Linked DNA regions of Podarcis muralis: region 2 is linked to region 1. Evidence: chromatin contacts called from public Hi-C data. All regions are on one chromosome and are shown on one strand. Each heading gives the region's core, a stretch centred on a gene start, on an enhancer-like site or on the middle of the called end of the contact. The rest is flanking DNA. Distances are from core to core; before and after follow the strand shown. Region 1 holds the start of BMP1 (bone morphogenetic protein 1). Region 2 holds the start of POLR3D (RNA polymerase III subunit D).

Region 1 (3,845 bases), core at 358-2,857:
TCTCCACTTCTTTGTTTGAATGAAAAAGTGTGTGTTGTGGGGGGAGAGGGAGAGAGGAAGAACAAAACGCAAAAGCCCTTGAGCCGTTTCTTGCTTCTGCTGCCCTGGGATCTGGCACTGTCACAAGTCATTGAGCATTCTGCCCCTGATTGTATTGGTAGAAGGATTAAAACGCTGTTCAGCAGAGCACAGGTTCAACAGAAGCACACCAACCCTTTATTTACAGACAAGGCCAGGGGACTCTAAGCTGCCAGCTCAGAAAGTTTGCTCCCTCCCTGCTCTACACACAGGCAGGATGGCTGGTCCCATAATGGACCGCGGGGCTGACAAGGGCTGGTGTAGGATGTGCAGTCCTCACAAGCAGGTTTATGTGGGAGTGTAGAGGGGGTGGTATAGGTCACAGTACACCGTGGGCCAAAGAAAAGAGGGACATGCCATCTGGGTGTTCTACAACACACACACACGTTAATTATTTTAATGTAGCATGACTCCTAGGGATGAGCAGTTACGGATGGGTGATCTGTAAAATATTTCTGGGCCCAACACATTTGCCTCTTTTGACAGCTACCACCCAGCAAGTGTCTGCAGCTGCTCCAGACAGACAAACTGTTTGAGAGGAGGAAAGGGCAATGATGGGGTCTAGTTCAAGCCCACAGCCCTTCACCTCGGAGCTCCTGCCCGCCTCCCCCCCCCCCAGCGCAGCTTCTGTTTACTTTCCTTCAAGCAAGCAGCCCCCCCCCCCCCCCGGCAGACTCATCAGGTCTCCTGCCGCCGCTGCCTCACACAAAGAGCCACAAACAGATACAATCTTTTTTATGGGACACGGAGGAAGAAGAACAACAACAACAATAGAGGGCAGATGGAAAAGAGTTTAATTCCCTGAAATGGGGCGGGGGAGGGGGAGAGAAGCTGTCCTATGAGTCCTTACTCTGGAGTTTATGTATCAAAGACTCTTTTCTTTCTCAGGCTAAACTTTAAAAGCCCAGGAGTTATTTTACAGCCCAGACGAGCGAAAGGGATGGAGGGGGAAGGCGAGAGAGGGAGAGGGAGCAAAAACTTTCCTTTTTTCTTTTGTCTGCAAGCTGCGCTGCCAACTCGGCACTGCCTCTGACCCAGGTTCGAGAAGCCCCTCTGCCCGTTTCAGAGCCTCCAAGCCACACAAAAGACCCCCGCTGCCCCTCGCCCGCCCCCGAGAGCGGAAGGAGATGGTCGCGGCGGGACCCCCCCCCCCCCCGCCCCGAAGCCTCACCCGCTTTGCAAGGGTCCTTGTAGTCTATGGGCTCCGCGTCCTGCTCCGCGTCTTCCTCCAGGACGTCGCCGTAATCCGCGAGATCCATCGCCTGTCCCAGGACCAGGACGGAGAGGAGCAGCAGCAGCAGCAGCCCCCGCCTGGATGCCGGCATGCTGGCTGGCAGGTCCCGGGCAATGCTCGGCGGCGGCGCGGGAGAGGGACGGAGAGGGAGGAGCCCCCCCGCGCCTCCTCTGGCGGAGGCGGGTAACTCGGGCGCGGAGCTCAGCCCCCTCCCGGCCGGAGGGCTCCAGCGCCGCCCCGGGAGCCGCGCCAGCCTCCGGCCCTCGGGAAAGGGGGGCATTTTAGGGCAGAGCGGGAGGGGGGGCCGCCGGAAGGGGCTGCAGCCCAGGACCCCTCCGAGCAAGAGGCCTCTTCGGGCCTCAGGGGGGAAAGAGGAGGGGCGAGACGAGCCCCGGCCTCCTGTCACGTCGGAACTGGACTACACGCCTCCGGCTTCGGGGCTCCCTTCTCCCGGTTCCCTTCCCGCCCAGGCCCGACACCTGCTGCGCCCCCCCCCCCCCGCTCTTGCTGGGGGAGGCAAATCCTTCTGGACACCTTCTTGCCCAATTCCGGCCAATTGGGAACATTCCGAAATGCCGAGTCGAGAGAACTCCTCTTGCTTCCCTTCCCGCCGACGAGCTGAGCCCGGGCGGACTTTCCTGCTGAGAAGGGATGTGGAAAACCTGGGAAGGTCGGAGCAAAGGTGCTCTTAATCCAGGCACCAGCAGAGTCCGAGTCATGTCTATTCAGGGGAACTTGGATGTCAGACCAAACTTTTCCCAATCCTTTGTTCTTTTCCTCTGGAGTCTCAGAGGAACAAGGAAATAGCGGTCTATATGGTCTTCCACTGCCACAAACACTTAACTCATTATTTCTGCTAATTTATGAACCAGTGAGGCCTAGATCCGATGTTCCTATTGATTTGTAACTTCCTTTTATGATTTTGTCCCCTTCACCTATGACTCCCACCATCATTTGCCCAGCATGTTATTTTGATCCATTTGGCTTGTCACAAGCCTTGTCTTTTGTTGTTCTTATTTTGAGAACACATTTTTCCTAAGGTAAGAGTTGAGGAAAATGTGCTTTTCTGGAGTAGGAAGATTAGCCGCTTTTAAAATAGAGTTTGCTCAGGTAGGAATTTAATATCAGTAAGTATCAATAAGTAATCTTATGTTGAACACTCACCACTCATTTCAGTTGAACCACAAAATCTTGCACACTTCCGCTGAAGAGTTCTGCATAACAGTTGTAACTCAAAATCTTGCATGCTCATAGACTTCAATTGCTTGGGAAACTGCCATCCCTGTTTATGCCGTTCAGCTGGGCAGCAGTTGTCCATTAAATAATTGGTTGTGAGAAGGTTAACTCTTAGTACCAAACTGAACCCTATTTTCCCATTGCAGTTCAGATGGCACTTTGGGGAGGACTTGCCTCAGTTCTGTTTGATCACTTGTCAGGGTGCGGAGAGGGACCTTCCAGCCCTTAAGTGGGGCTCCTGTAGATTCAGATAGATGGGAAGTAGGGAAGCTGTTTGCAGCTGAAGCCTTCTGCACTGAAATTCAGGAGGGCCTTTAAACAGATGTGACAAATATAAAATACATCACAGTGACAAATGTATTACTGTGCCTGTCCCAACTCTCTGTTTTAAGGAAGCAGCCGCCTTGACCAGAAATGGGCCTGGTGACCCCAGCAGAAGCAGAGGCTGCTGAAGTGGGAGCTATGGGAAGGTTTTGTCTGCTGTGTTAGGTGCAACAGCCGTAGTTGCTGGCATTGGAATAAATATTGGCCCACAACCTGTGAACTACATATCTAGCTTGACTGCGGGTGACACCTACAGGTCAAACTGTATCACTTTGGTTTTATCTGCAGTAAACAGGCAATATAATTAGAAGTAGCTGCTTGTCAGAAGACCATTTTATGCTTTGTATGTTTTAGTAGTTGGGCAAAAATAAAGACTGAATTATTATCCTGTTTTGGAAAGGGTCGCTGCCCTTTCCAAGCAGGCGAAAAGGGCATTTTCATCCTGAAGGCCACCTTCTCTTCTGGGCCAGCTGCCAATGGTGGGCAGATCCAGAGCCAACAGTGGACTGAGCAACACATCTAAACTTGTCCTTTGTATGGCCAGGTAATTTTTACACACATCTCTCTGTGTCTTTCATCCAAATCAGCAAGAGTTAAAGGATACCTTCCAGTCCTGGATGAGCAGTCAGGGGTGTGGCCTCTGGAGATGGGTGTGGCCTGGGGCAGAGTTCTGAGGGCCAAGTGGAGAGCCCTGGAGGGCCTGAAGCTTACCACCCTTGCCTTAAAGGTTCTGTGCTGAGCGGCTTCACAGAGTGGCTTCTCCTGCTACAACAAACCCTGTGGGCCATTGTTTCCCACTGACAAGACCACATCCTTGTACTAAAGTTGAAATTAGTTTGGAAGGAGGAAAAGCACATTCTCAAGTGCTCTGTTACTTTGTGTTTTCTCAGAGCAGCCGCAATTTGCATTTGAATTCCTCGCCCCTGCCAAACAAAGCCACCTATGGACTATGTTAGCTCTTGGGGAAAGCAAG
Region 2 (3,845 bases), core at 587-3,086, 230 kb before region 1:
GCGTGTTTTTACATGAGTAGAATGTGTGCTTTTATTTAAAATGCATCTCTGGGTTATTTGTGGGGCACAGGAATTCGTTCACACACACCCCCAATATAGTCCGGCTCCTCACAAGGTCTGAGGGACAGTGGACCGGCCCCCTGCTGAAAAAGTTTGCTGACCCCTGATTTAGAGCCTTTCGTGACCTGTCTGTTGGTATCTATGAGTCAAGGCCTCAGTAAACATTACTACAATACATACTCCTGGAACTTAAGTTACTTCTCATGTCCATCAAGGGCTGGTATTGCTTTCAGTATGTGGGTGACCCCTGAAAAAATTAGTCTGCATTGATTTTGGGCTGCTTCAGCCTATGGAAAACCAGTTGTGTGCAGCTGCTGCCTTTCATTTCTAACATATAGCCACCAAAGCTTCTTAAATTAGGGCTACCAGTTGATACAAAGACCATATCCAGAACATGGCAGCAGATGCACAGTGGGGATCTCACAGACTCCATGCAGGCAGCATAAAACATTCTGATGTAACAACAGCAGCAGCAGCGCCACATACATAAAACTATGCGAGACACAGAAACACCGACCCTTGGTGGAGTCAAAAAACCAAAGTTCTGCCATGCTCGGGTGCACTGGTCTTCAACTGGTGGGTCAGGGCCCACTTCCAGGTTGCAGCAGTGCCACTGTGCAAATATAAGGAATTCAGAAAGGGATCCCCAAATGCAGCTAAAAGGTGAGTCCTGGGTCTGAAAATCTGAGCTAGATGGACCTCCAGTCTGATTCAGCAGAAGGCAGCTCCGTCTCTCATCCATCATTGAGATTACCAGGGCTAGACAGCAAAGTTGCCCCCATCTCAGCAGAATCCCCAGATTTCACCCCGACTCCTTTACATTCTACCTCAGGAAGCTGCCTTACACAGTCTGTCCAGCATTGCCTACACCAGCCTTCCTCAACCTTGGCCCTCCAGATGTTTTGAGACTACACTTCCCATCATGCCTGACCACTGGTCCTGCTAGCTAGGGATCATGGGAGTTGTAGGCCAAAAAATATCTGGAGGCCGAGGTTGAGGAAGCCTGGCCTCCCGACTGGAAGCAGGTCTCTTTGCCAGGCCAGCTCTCCCTGGACATGCCAGGGATTGAACAGAGGACCTTTTGCATTCAAAGCATATGGCTGCCACCCCCCTCCACGTGGTTGCCCTTAATTCATAAATCGACCTTGGGTGCACCACAGTGAGGAGCACAGAGTTTGTCTATTTTTTAAATAGTTGCAGGAAGAGTTGCAATCTAAGCCGGTGGCCACCACTGGATCTTGTGGCAGTGAGTTCCGCAGTTCAACCATGCCTGGAGCACTTGGTCCTTCCTGAATCCCTTCCTAGCCTGTTCCTGCGACGACCCTTAATCCTCGTGGAGATCCAGCCTGGCGTGGCATGAAGTTAGGGGGGGGTGCCCCTCGGGGCCTGGCTGGGGGCGCAGGCCGCTGCTCAGCCCGAAACCCGCGGAGCAGCTTGGCACCAGGGCACTTGGCCCGCCGCCTTGAGCTCCTCGCGTGGAAACACGAGGCGGCGGCGGCGGCGGCGGAGAAGAGCGGAGGCAGCAGGAAAAGCTCCTCTTCCTCCGCCCCGACCCCCTAGCCCGCCACACGGGCTCCTGCCCCCCATCGAGGCGCCCGCCTCGCCTCCTCCACCCCCGAGAAACCGGCCTCTCGGCCCCCGACGCACCCGAAGCGGCCGCCTTCCCTCGACCTCCCGCGCGGCGCCCTTCGCGGCTCCTCAGGCGCCGCCTCGGCAAACAGGCTGCGGCGCGCAAGCGGCGTCCATCTTTGAGAAGGGCGCTCGCGTCGCTACGTCCCTGGAGGGATTAGTGGGGGGAGCGCGAACCCGCCATTTTTGTCCCGGGCAGGGGTTGGAAGTTTCGTATACTGCACTGTAGTAGTTGCTTCTCCGAGGAAGGGGAAGCGACGGAGCCTCCATCTTTGTTGTGGGCAGGGCTTTCTGACTTTGTAACGTTGCTGCTCCTACGAAGGGAAGGCCACGACTCCGCCATTTTTGTAACGGGCGTTTCAATTTAGTTTAATTTAAGGTTAGTGATATACTGTACAGTATATCTTTAGCGACAGGGTGAGGAAAATTAAGCTGAGGAGAGTTGGGACTTGTTGGCAAGCCACATAATAAGCACTGATGAGGAATGCAACGTTACGGGGGTGTTAGAGAGTCTCGCTCGCAGGTCCCGTAACGGGAAGCAAAGGCCAGGAGGTGCTATTCAGCGTTAGTGTTTCTTAGCACAAATCCTCTCACATAGTCGGCGCTAGGAAGCCCCTGACGTCCCTCTCTGCCTCTTCTCTCTACCTCATGTGCTATTTTATACATCATTTTCAGAGGTCACCAGCGCCCGCCAACCGAGAGAGAAGCCAGAGGCTGTTTCTTAATAAAATAATGTTTCTGATTCCACCTCGGAAGTTTACTTAAGCTCTCACAAGTTGGTTTTCAAATATAAACTCATTGCGCTTAGTATTAAGTGCAAACAGTAAATCATCTTTTAGACTGATGTGATGCTTCTGTTGGAGAGAAAAATAGGAAAATTTAAAACTGGTGATAAATGCAGGACTTTGAGGGGCAGGAACTCTTCCAATAAATTATTCTGCTCAGGCTTCTTTGTTAACACACAAAGTGAAGTTATTTTTTAAAACTGGCTCCACATTTACAAGAGGCTTTAGTAAGCAGGCTAGTCTCACTAGTCAACTGAAGGAAAAATGAAATAATTAAGAGCCATGATGCTACATCAATGCAATGAGATTTATCCATTTATTTAGAATTTTCTACTGTTTTATCCTAGATGCCCAGGACAGGAAGCAACACAGATGAACATTCTGAAGGCAGAGAAATGGCAATTCTATGTACCCTTACATGGGATGAGACCCACCGGCCCCACTGAAAAGTACTCCTAAGTGAACATTCATAGAACCAGGCAGCACAGCAACAAATACCATAATAAGATAATATACGTGAAAGCTCTTTTTGCATCTGTCTTATTCATGCTAACTTAGGAGTAAGTAGCTAGAAGATGATTAACTTGCGGAGGAACTAAATGACATCACTGAGCACATCCATGAAAAGATGTGCACCACTGCATAGCTGCATGCTCACTCAGTCATCTGCACATGGGTGTTCCAAGGTGCTATTCATGGATGATCAAAAGGAAGCTGCCAATTGTAGATACTGCCCTGAGTCTAACAACTGGTGGTTGAAGGAAGTTCAAGGGCCAGGACAAATAAACTACCTCTTGGTAACATCATTCTAGCTGCCTGTGGTTTTCTACTTGACATGCAAAAGTGTGAGCTCTTGAGGTGACTTGACTGCTCGGTTAAATGCTTAGCTCCATTTACAATTGCAACCCACAGCTCATCTATTCCAGAAAAGCCCTGTTGATCTTAATGAAACTGCTCTAGAGCAGGGGTGACTAAACGTTTCCATCATTGCTCCTTCAGGGGCTGTGTGCTAAGTGGTGGACGTGGCCAATAACTGGGTGTTGCCACTCACCCTCTCTCACACCAAGGCGTGTCCTAGAGTCTAGAGTAAGCAAGATGGTGCCAAGCTATATCCCTCTGTCATGTGAGCCAAGGGAAGCCATGCAGGTCTTGGGCCACTATCTGGTCATTTTAATGAGCTGTGGGCCAAGAAAATGAACATTAATCCAGATACTCTGGAGATTCTGTGACATAGAAATTTTCAAGGTCTGGGAGTTAAACGACCTGTTGCGAATGGGACTTGCACAAGCCCTGAAGGAACAGATCGTAGTCTGCAGTGCTCCTATATTCATCTTTGTCACTGGAGGCGCAAGCGTCACAGGGGCTGAGAGT

Evidence for each region. Hi-C and Micro-C count contacts between places; a contact is called where the count stands out from the background.
Region 2: a Hi-C map of tail shows a contact between it and region 1, with 5 times the contacts expected there. The contact joins the promoter of POLR3D here to the promoter of BMP1 in region 1. A contact is called at or near these places in 2 of 3 Hi-C or Micro-C datasets (blood and tail).

The regions. Positions count from the first base shown.
Region 1 is chr15:1,845,095-1,848,939 of rPodMur119.hap1.1, reverse strand. It overlaps BMP1 (bone morphogenetic protein 1), which reads right to left and starts at 1,607. Exons shown (of 20, transcript XM_028708405.2): 1 at 1,250-1,607. The coding sequence starts at 1,592.
Region 2 is chr15:2,070,999-2,074,843 of rPodMur119.hap1.1, reverse strand. It overlaps POLR3D (RNA polymerase III subunit D), which reads right to left and starts at 1,836. Exons shown (of 9, transcript XM_077919323.1): 1 at 1,708-1,836.